2 separate regions of the Mus musculus genome follow, and region 2 is linked to region 1. Evidence: chromatin contacts called from public promoter capture Hi-C data. All regions are on one chromosome and are shown on one strand. The core of a region is the stretch at or near the end of the contact, and the rest is flanking DNA. Distances in the headings are between cores, read along the strand shown. Region 1 holds the start of Haus7 (HAUS augmin-like complex, subunit 7). Region 2 holds the start of Dkc1 (dyskeratosis congenita 1, dyskerin).

Region 1 (4,599 bases), core at 1,011-3,510:
TCTACATGTCCGCCCTAGTCTCCAGCGGAGGTGCCATGACTGAATAGGAAGGTAGGCTCCCTCCTGCTGCTGTGGCCTCCTCGGTTTCTGTGGATGGACTCTGCTTCTCTAGGCCCAACCTGGAGCTGAGGAGAAAGTTGCTGAGTTGGGGAAAGACCTGCTCAGTGCTTTGGCTCCCTGGGACTGGGTGGAGAAGGAGGATTTTCTTCCAGAATACACAGGGGTTGGTTTCTTTTCCGTTCCTCAGGAGCAGATTCTGGAGCAGAGGCTACGGGAAGGGTGGAGGGAGGCAGCCACACTACAGCGGTTTCTCCCGCCAAATTCCCCAGTCCTAGGAAAGATCCACAGGAAAAACCCACAAGAATTTGAATGTCTGGGTCATGATTGAAATGAAATTTTCTTCTTTTTTTAAAGGAAGAAAAAACAAAAACAGAAAATGGCAGGAAAAAGTAAAACTTGACCAAACAGAAAGTAAAATGGAAAACAAGCAACCAAAAGCCCCTTCTCCCCTTGTATTCCAGAAAAGGTCCGAGGTCGCAGCAACCTTGTGGAGGATAGAAATACTAAATACTTTGCAAAGAATGGAGCCCCTGAACCAAGTTTCTAGGCCTTCCTCTACTCAGATTTTTTTCAGCTGAAATTGGGAGGCTCTGAAGAGCTTGATATTATAAGGAATTAGGCCCTGGCTCCTCAGCAGGGCCAGTCTGAGGGCCCTTTCCTGTTACCCCCAAGCTCTTGCCTACTCCCTCCTTCCAGGATTCCACTGAGAGACCTCTCCAGTTAGAGGACTTCAGTTGCCTGCTAGCAACAACTCTCCCTATGTGTGTGTGTGTGTGTGTGTGTGTGTGTGCGCGTTCCCACACATATATATGGGAAGAGTATGTGAGAGTATACAGGCCAAAGGTCATTGTTGGGTATCTTTTTCAGTTGTTCTCTACATTATTTTTAAATATTTATTTTTATGTGCATGCGTCTTTATTTGCATTTATGTCTATGCACCATATGCATGCTGTGTTCAAGGAGTTTAGAAGAGGGCTTTGGGTCTTCTGGAACAGGAGTTATAGCTGGTTGTGACCTGCCACATGGGTACTGGGAACTAAACCTGGGTCTTCTGCAAGAGCACCAGCCATTAAGATTTCTTAATGGCTGAGACATCTTACTTTTTGAAACAGGGCCTCTCACTGAATCTGAGATACAGAGTTTTTTTTTTTTTTTTTTGAGACAGGGTTTCTTGGGTTTCTCTGTGTAGCCCTGGCTGTCCTGGAACTCACTCTGTAGACCAGGCTGGTCTCAAACTCAGAAATCCGCCTGCCTCTGCCTCCCAAGTGCTGGGATTACAGGCGTGTGCCGCCACAACCGGCTACAGAGAGATTTTTAAGCGGACTGAGTGGGAATGAGACACAAGAGCATCCATGAAAGCCAAAGGTAGGATGGAGATGTGGGGCCTGGTCAGCATAATGATAACAATGAACATTTACCTGTCAGACTTCACCTTAGGAATTTCATAGAAATGATTGCTTCTTTTCATCTTCATTTGTAAACCAATGAAGTAGGTGCTCTCATTATCCAACATTTATTTGAGGGCAAGGAAGCACAGAGAGGTTAGGTAACTGGCCCAAAGTTTTCTGGGTGTGGTAATGCTTACCTGTTATCACAGTGCATTGAAGGCTGAGGCAGGAGGATCACAAGTTTGAAGTCAGTCTGGGCTACAAAGCCAAATCCTGGTTCAAAGTTCTCCAAACAAAACAGACCACACAAACCAAAACAAAAGTCACACAGCCTGTGATTGGCAGAGCCAGATTTGAATTTAAGAACTTTCCCTCTGACTTTGTGTGCAAAGGAGACAAGACAGAACTTTGGGCCGAGAAATGGTCTTAGTTTTTCTATCAAAGCTTGCCTTCATCAGTCAGGATCCATCTACTGCCAAAGAGAACCTGAACAAGGTAGGAGCGCCTCCTCCTGGATGAGCCCGACCTCTTTGAGTCCCTCACTTCTGCCTCTAAAAGGAGCTACTCAGCTTTTGGTTAAGTCCTACTCGGCCCGCCTCCTCCTCTCTGCCTCTCCCCTCCAGCCCCGCCTTTAGCCCGCCTCTGTCCTATCCTCGCCCAACCCTCTTCTCTGCACCCTGCTCCCTGAGGTGCGCGCAGGCAGTGACAGAGCGGCAGCCCAATGGGAAGGCTTGTTGGAAAAGAGGGTGGGCCTTTGTGACGCCCGTCCCGATGGTTGGCTTCGCTCCTGCCGCGCGGGTTGGTGGGCGGAGAGACCTAAGAAACTGGTGAGCTTTTAGCAGTGTGGCGGCGGCCTGTAAGCTTGGGGGGCGTGAACCAGTTGTAGTTCAGAGCGCGAAACATGGCGGAGGAGGGTGCCGGTGCCGGGTCTGATGACAGCTACTACAAAGATGTGGGTGATGACTGCGTGGTCAAGGCAGCTGTAGAGGTGTTCGAGAAGCTGAAGGTACTGTGAGCCAGGGGAACCGCTCCTTGATAGGGGACCAGGTGGGGCCCCGTCCCAGTGCCATTTGGAGCTTCCTGTGGACATTGACCGCACCACAGGGGTCCACAGTGGCAGGCCCTGGCAAAGCTTTGGGGGGGGGGGCGACTTGCGGACCATCTGTCTTAGGTCTTTGGAGTCCTCGGACCTCTGCTCGTGCTGTTCCAACAGACCATTGCAAGATTGAGGCTGGGGACTTGGAGCCCATGAAAAATGGAGAACGCGGGCCCCAATCTCAAAGAGCTGGAAGTGGGTGGAGTTGGGTTTGAGGGGACAGATGGGCTGAACACCTTGCCGTTTTGTTGGGTCAGAGACAGTGACCTCCAGGTGGGTTTAAGGTACATGCAGCAGTGAGGAGCATGACCGTGTAAAGTTAGGGAGCTATCCCAGGCCCATTGAACCCCTTGCTAACCTCCCTCCCATCTCCCCTTGCTACTGACTCAGTGATCACTTTCAGTCTCCCTCCACTGCCCCTCAGATTTAATCGTAGTCTTCTTAACCCATTCTCAGGCATGTTCCTAGTTTTATGGCCGTGAAACCCAGAGGGAACACACTTAAAAGTGGTGGGGCAGCAAGTCACAGGAGCAAATGTAGGGTGAAGATGAGGGACTTGAACTTTTGACAAGGCCAGGAAGGGGCACAAACTGATAGAAATGCTTAGCCACCCCACAGTAACCGGCTTCCTCTGACTTGCCTTTTCCTTGTTTAGGGTGTAAACTGCCCCTTCCTCGACGGCCTGTATATTACAGAACCAAAGACAATTATGGAGCTGCTGTGTAGGCCCTCAAAGTACCGGTTGGACATACTGGAATGGATGTGTATACGGTAATGCTCTTTGTTCTTTCCTTTCCATGAAGTGTCTTCTGGGGGAGATGGGAATGTGTCATTTTAGAGGGTCCCATAACCAAGCCAGCTCCAGGAAAGCTAACTGAGCCATGACCAAGATGGTGGGGAGGTGGCCCTGGCAGTACAAGATGGACTTTAATGAAAGCCCTTTCTGCACCAGGCCTCCTGGGCTTTTGATTGTGTTGAGGCTATATGATGTGGTTCTTGTCACTGAGCTCTGATTACTGTCAGCTTGGACAGCACCTGATGATCAGAGAGGGACGTTGCCCAGAAACCCAGTGACAGAAACGGGCCTTCTAGATTGTTTCCCTTCTTTTCTACCCCAACTTGCAAAGAACAGAGGTTTTTCTTAGTCCATCCTGAGGGCAGTGCTTCTAGGACAGCCTAGGCCTTTTCAGTGGAATGGAAGTTGTTGGAGTTTTTCCTTGCAGTTTTCTGTGGAACCAGTTCTGTCCAGCTAGGAGCTCTCAAGGCCAGATGCTTACTCGAGAGCCTCATTGTTGAGCTTATCTGTGTGCTTAACCCTGAAGGCCAGGGCTGCACAGCCAAGTCATCAGAGCTTCTTTTACTATAGGGGCCTTCTAGTGTCTTAAAATAGAGCTCAGCAAGGCATTTTATATGAAGGGACAGCTACTGTTCCAACTCAGTCTTGCCAGGGTAGCACAACAGCAGCATAGGCAGGCAGCATGTACAGGAATGAATGGGTGGTGTAGCAATAAACCTTCTTTAAAAATAAGACTGGGAGCCTATATATGGGTTCATCTCTCTGTAAAAGTAACTATTATTTACCTGATGTAATTGTCATCTCATGGGCTTACTTCCTCCGTCTGCTAACCTAGGCCTAGTACTGGAAGCTTCTAGCCTCCATACAATCTTTTTTTCTTATTATTCCACCCATTGAGTTTTATTAGTATGAAGATCAGACCATAACAATGGGGGTCTTGAGATTTACCTCCCTCAGATTCCTTTAAGGGAAGAGTGGGTCTAAGACTCAAGGCTTTCAGAGACCAGCATTAGAAAACACAGGACCCTCTGTATGCTTAGGATTCAAGGCTTCTGTGTTAAGGTCATCCCTACAGAAAGTTCACAGCCTCCGTGCAATCTTATCTAGGCCTAGCCTGGTTTCAGCCTCTGAGACTGACTGCTGAATGAGCTCACCCTTTCTTGTTCTTACTGAGCTGTAGCTGGCTGGATCCACTCAGCTGTTCTGGATCAAACTCCTCTCTAATCTGACCGATTCAGCCTGGCTTCTTCCTCACAGCC
Region 2 (4,575 bases), core at 1,622-4,121, 1.6 Mb before region 1:
TGTCTAAAAAAAATAGCATGAAGACATAAAAAGAAAAGCAAATCACATATTTAGGTTATATATTCAGGACAAAGCTGTTCTAAGCTGCCACTACTACTCCCTTGAATAACAAATAAATTCAGTGAGAGCATCAGTTTCAAAAGACTTTAAGTTTGGACAGAGCATGCCTACCTGATATAGTCCCCAATCTCCCTCTTCAGAGGATTTGAACCACAAGGAAGAGGTGTATAGTGTGCTGTCCTTACATTTAGCTTATCAAAATTCTAGAAAGCAATAACATAAGTTTAATAACATATCAATAGAAGTAAAACAAGAGTCAGTAAATAACACCACCAACCACTGTAGCCCTTCAAGCCCATAAATGTATGTTGTTCCCATTATTAATGACACACTACTAAGCCTTCCTACATACTAGGGAAAACTGCAATACTAGTAACTCACGACACTTGAGAACAAACTTTGCAAGTTATCTTTTGACTTCTACACGTATGCCATGTGGAGCATGCACCCCCAACATCCCACCCACACACTGTAATCGATGAAATAAAAATTTATATTAAATTTATATTTTAAAATCTTCTTTGCTAGATGTCTTAACTTTATAGCTGGTATCCACTTTGTGAAAATTATAAATTTTAGTTCAATGGGTTACTCAATATCACTAATTAAATCCCTAAATAATAACCTATAATTTCTATGACATGCAACCGTAAACTAAGCATGCTTCATAGAATACCTCCTATAACTCCCTGCACATCATCCTAAGAGAAAATAATCATGAGCAATTAATAGATTCAGTGAGGTTAAAAGACTGGCCCATGGCTGGGGAGATGGCTCAACAGTTAAGAGTACTGACTGTTCTTCCAGAGGTCCCGAGTTCAATTCCCAGCAACCACATGGTGGCTCACAACCATCTGTAATGGGATCCAATGCCCTCCTCTTCTGGTGTGTCTGAAGACAGTTACAATATACTCACATAAAAGAAATAATTGTTAAAAAAAAAAGTGGCCTAGGATCACATATACTCTTATTTCAAAGGCGTCTGGCTTCAAAACCCCATGTTCTTAGGCACTGAAACAGTCTACAGGAGTTGATTTCAAAAGTGCAATTGTCTAAAACCTAACAGCAATTGACATTTTGGTGACATACTATATTCCATGCTACATCATTTAAAGTTTTCTAAATGTAAACTATGCTGGCAGTGAGCATTCCTTTTTTGAGACAGGGTCTCTTTATGTAAACTAGGCTTGCCTGGCCCACTGGAATAAAGAGCATGCAACACAACACCCCAGCAGTAAGCATTAACTAGAAATAATATGGAATTCAAGCATCCATCTGATACACAGAAAACATACCTTTAGTAACAAGGGCCACTGAGAAGTGTCTAATTGAGCCACTTTAGATTCTGGTTTGATAAGAAATTCTTCAGCATGTTGTATTTCCTTCAATAGAGCAGAAACATTTCTCAGCTTAATTTTGGAAGTGCATGCCTTTTAAACAAGAGGAAAGGAGGGGTGTGATTTCTGAAACCCAGGTCACTCAACTTTAGGAAGATCAAGTTGAATCCAAATATTTTAACAAAACCATGGGTCTGCTGATGGAGTAAGGCAGAGAAATTCAGGGTCAATAGCTCACCATTTAGCATGCCATGCATGTTAGAAAATTTCTCTGGGAGTTGTATGATTTCAGGTTTTTGCCCGTTCTACATAATGACCACTAAGTACTAGCATATTGATTGAGAATATTTAAAAGCACTTTCCCCCTTTAATGTGCTGTTTACTAAATTATCTCAATCAGTCGAAGCAAAGTAAATTTCTACTCACGGCAACATCATCTTCTTGTAATGGCTTCCGGTCTTTTTTCTTCTTATGCTTCTTTGGGAATGTAATTACTACAAGAAACAAACTCAATATTTGAAGATTTTGAAAACTAAAACCAAAGTTTAAAATTAACTCTAAAATCGGGACAAAGAAAACATTTTAAAGTCTGACATTACTGGAGAGAACTTACGTTTGTGAGGCCAAACACTAGGATGGCTTGGCTGGTAAATGACTCTAGCACGTGTTGGCTTCCCTTCGGGTTCTCCACGTGGCTGTGGCAAGGCCAAATATTACTTAGGGAAGCACTTGTCCACAGGCTGGAAAGTTTCACAAACGAACACTGCACTGTCCATAGGGGCTTGTGATCTCTTAAAGTTTTTCTTGTAGGTCTGAGTTACACTTGCTTCCAACTCCTCTGTTCCTTTCCTTCCTAACCCTTGCTCTGCACCTTTGCTACCCTCATTTCCATAATGTCCTGCCTAGTGCCAGCAGAAATGCTACCGCGTCTCCTTATCACGACACAGTCGCCTCCACGGCTGATGCCTTTGGGAGGGGACCCTGGTAGAATCTTTTGCACGAAGCCAGGATCTAATGAAGCCTAGTCACTGGTCACGAATGCGTGCATTCACAGGTAGAGCCAGAGCCGAGTGGTGAGACAGCCAAACTGCGAGCGGGAACACGGGGAACCGCGGGTCACGATGCAATCTCACTATAACTAGCTCCGGGTCGTGTAGGAGGCCCCACAGGTCTCATGGCACTGCCACCAGAACCTCTTACCTTCTGCATCCGCCATCTTGAACTGCACCGCGTGCGTCCCGCCCAAGCCGCCACAAACTAAGAACTGTAGACTCCTATGGTGTGAGACCCGTCCGGGCACGTCATTAGGACCCGCCCACCGTTGCACCGCCCCTAGCTTGCTGATATAAAAAAGGGACGTAGAGAAGAGGAGGAGGAGGAGGAGGACAGGACGGGGTACGGGGGCAGGAATCTCTACGAACCCGCGGACTGTCTACTCAATCCCATTGGCTGATTCGGCCACGGAGGTGTGACCGCACATGCGCCTGGAAGCTCCCCCTCACTCCTCCCCACCCCAACCCCACACTGCCAACCCTTGGCAGAGCGCCTTGGAACCTTGGCCAGGCTTCTGCAGTAACAGACTACAGCGGGTGGGCTGTACTGTACCCTCCTCCAGTCTAGCTTCAGCTTCAGCACTTGGACATCCTTCTTAGCGCGCTATAAATAGCTGGTTTTAACTCAAACAGACATTTTTTTGCTTGCTATCATGTCAGTTTCAATTGAAAAAGACATTGAGGTACACAGTGTCAAAGTGAAAGCTGTTTACTCCTTGAAATTCCTATTAAGTTATGGCTGTATTGGCCAATAGGAATTGAGTGCAAGCCTCGTGTAAACTTTTAAATTTTCTAGCAGCTACATCAAACTAAAAAGGTTGAAAGTGATTCTGGTAGTTAATTTTACATAACCCTGCGGATCTGGCATGTTATTTTAATACGGAAGCAATATGCAGCAGTGTGTAATGTTTTGCTTTTTTCTGTATGAAGTTTTTTTCCAGTGTGTTTCACACTTAACCTGTACACTTAAGTTCGAATTCCACAGCCTGGACATCAAGTGCAGAGCTCTAGTGGCTGAGATAATGTAACAGCCAGAAAGTAACAGCTCTAGGATTGAGCCCTGACTTTTGTCGGGTAGAGTCTTCTGGCTGTTAATCCGAGCTACTGCCTTTGAGATAAGATCTCTGGAATATCCTCCTTCACCCTGTTTCCTATTCTACCTCTGTAGATTCTTTTGGCTTTCTGGATTCATAACCCATATCTAGTGAATTTGATAGATCATTAGTTATCTTCATTGTAGATGGAATCATTTGCCAATAGTTTTCCAGTTAGTTGTTGCTGACAAAAAAAAAAAAAATAGTATTCTTTTTCTTCTGATCTACAATGCTAAAATCAGATTTTTTCAGTTTTTTTTTCTGTTTTTTTTTTCTTTTTTACTATGACTTACAATGGGTTTTTATGTCTTTATGGAATTCATTTTGCTAATAGTGGTAATGATCAGAATTGACTATTAACAGATAAGACCCTTAGAATTAAATGTTATTTTATAATGCTCCAGTGATAATTAATAGGGTGAGTAAATCTGAAGTACTCATTTGCCATTTGTCCAGTGCCTTCATCTTTGTCCTGTATCTCTATGCTCAAATCTTTTTGGAGAGATTTTGCTTTCGGAGAGTTCCAGAACCCGTGGATTTTTCTTCACTCTTACTTCTCTAACCATCATTATAATGTCTCTATTTCTCCAGTAGCTTCCTGAAGTCCCAACTTTTTCTACTTTCCCTAGATTGTCTTAATAAGCAGCCTGAAAGTATCATTAAACTTAGGTCCTGTTTATGCTTAAAATACTTTTTAAGGGTTGATGATAAGGTTCAACAGTGAAGTGTGAGTGAGTGAGTGAGTGAGTGAGTGAGTGAGTGATGGATGAGAGCAAAGAAAGAAAAGTTCATTCCCCTCAGACAGATTTTCTTAAGCCAAGAGTTAACCTCTGCTTTGCCCCAGGACACAATTTAAAAACCTAGAAGCTGCAGGAGAAAAAAAAATGTGTTTGAAAACAATCTTAAGAGTTTGTAAATGTGTGTCTCTGCACAGGAAAACAAAAAATCCAGTCTCTTCTCAAAGATTAGGGATTTAAGTCTCTGAAGTTTCCCTCTCCTAATTTAGGGTTGGTCAGTTTGAAGAAAGATAGA

The links. Promoter capture Hi-C pulls out the DNA fragments that hold promoters and counts their contacts.
Region 2: a contact with region 1 is called in a promoter capture Hi-C map of pre-B cells, with 2.4 times the contacts expected there. The contact joins the promoter of Dkc1 here to the promoter of Haus7 in region 1. A contact is called at or near these places in 2 of 39 promoter capture datasets (erythroid cells and pre-B cells) and 2 of 9 other capture datasets (adipose tissue and liver).

Annotation. Positions count from the first base shown.
Region 1 is chrX:73,456,690-73,461,288 of GRCm38.p6, reverse strand. It overlaps Haus7 (HAUS augmin-like complex, subunit 7), which reads left to right and starts at 2,260. Exons shown (of 10, transcript NM_028633.3): 1 at 2,260-2,454; 2 at 3,200-3,315. The coding sequence starts at 2,350.
Region 2 is chrX:75,094,150-75,098,724 of GRCm38.p6, reverse strand. Dkc1 (dyskeratosis congenita 1, dyskerin) reads right to left here and starts at 2,871. Exons shown (of 15, transcript NM_001030307.2): 1 at 2,598-2,871; 2 at 1,824-1,891; 3 at 1,356-1,442; 4 at 172-263. The coding sequence starts at 2,613.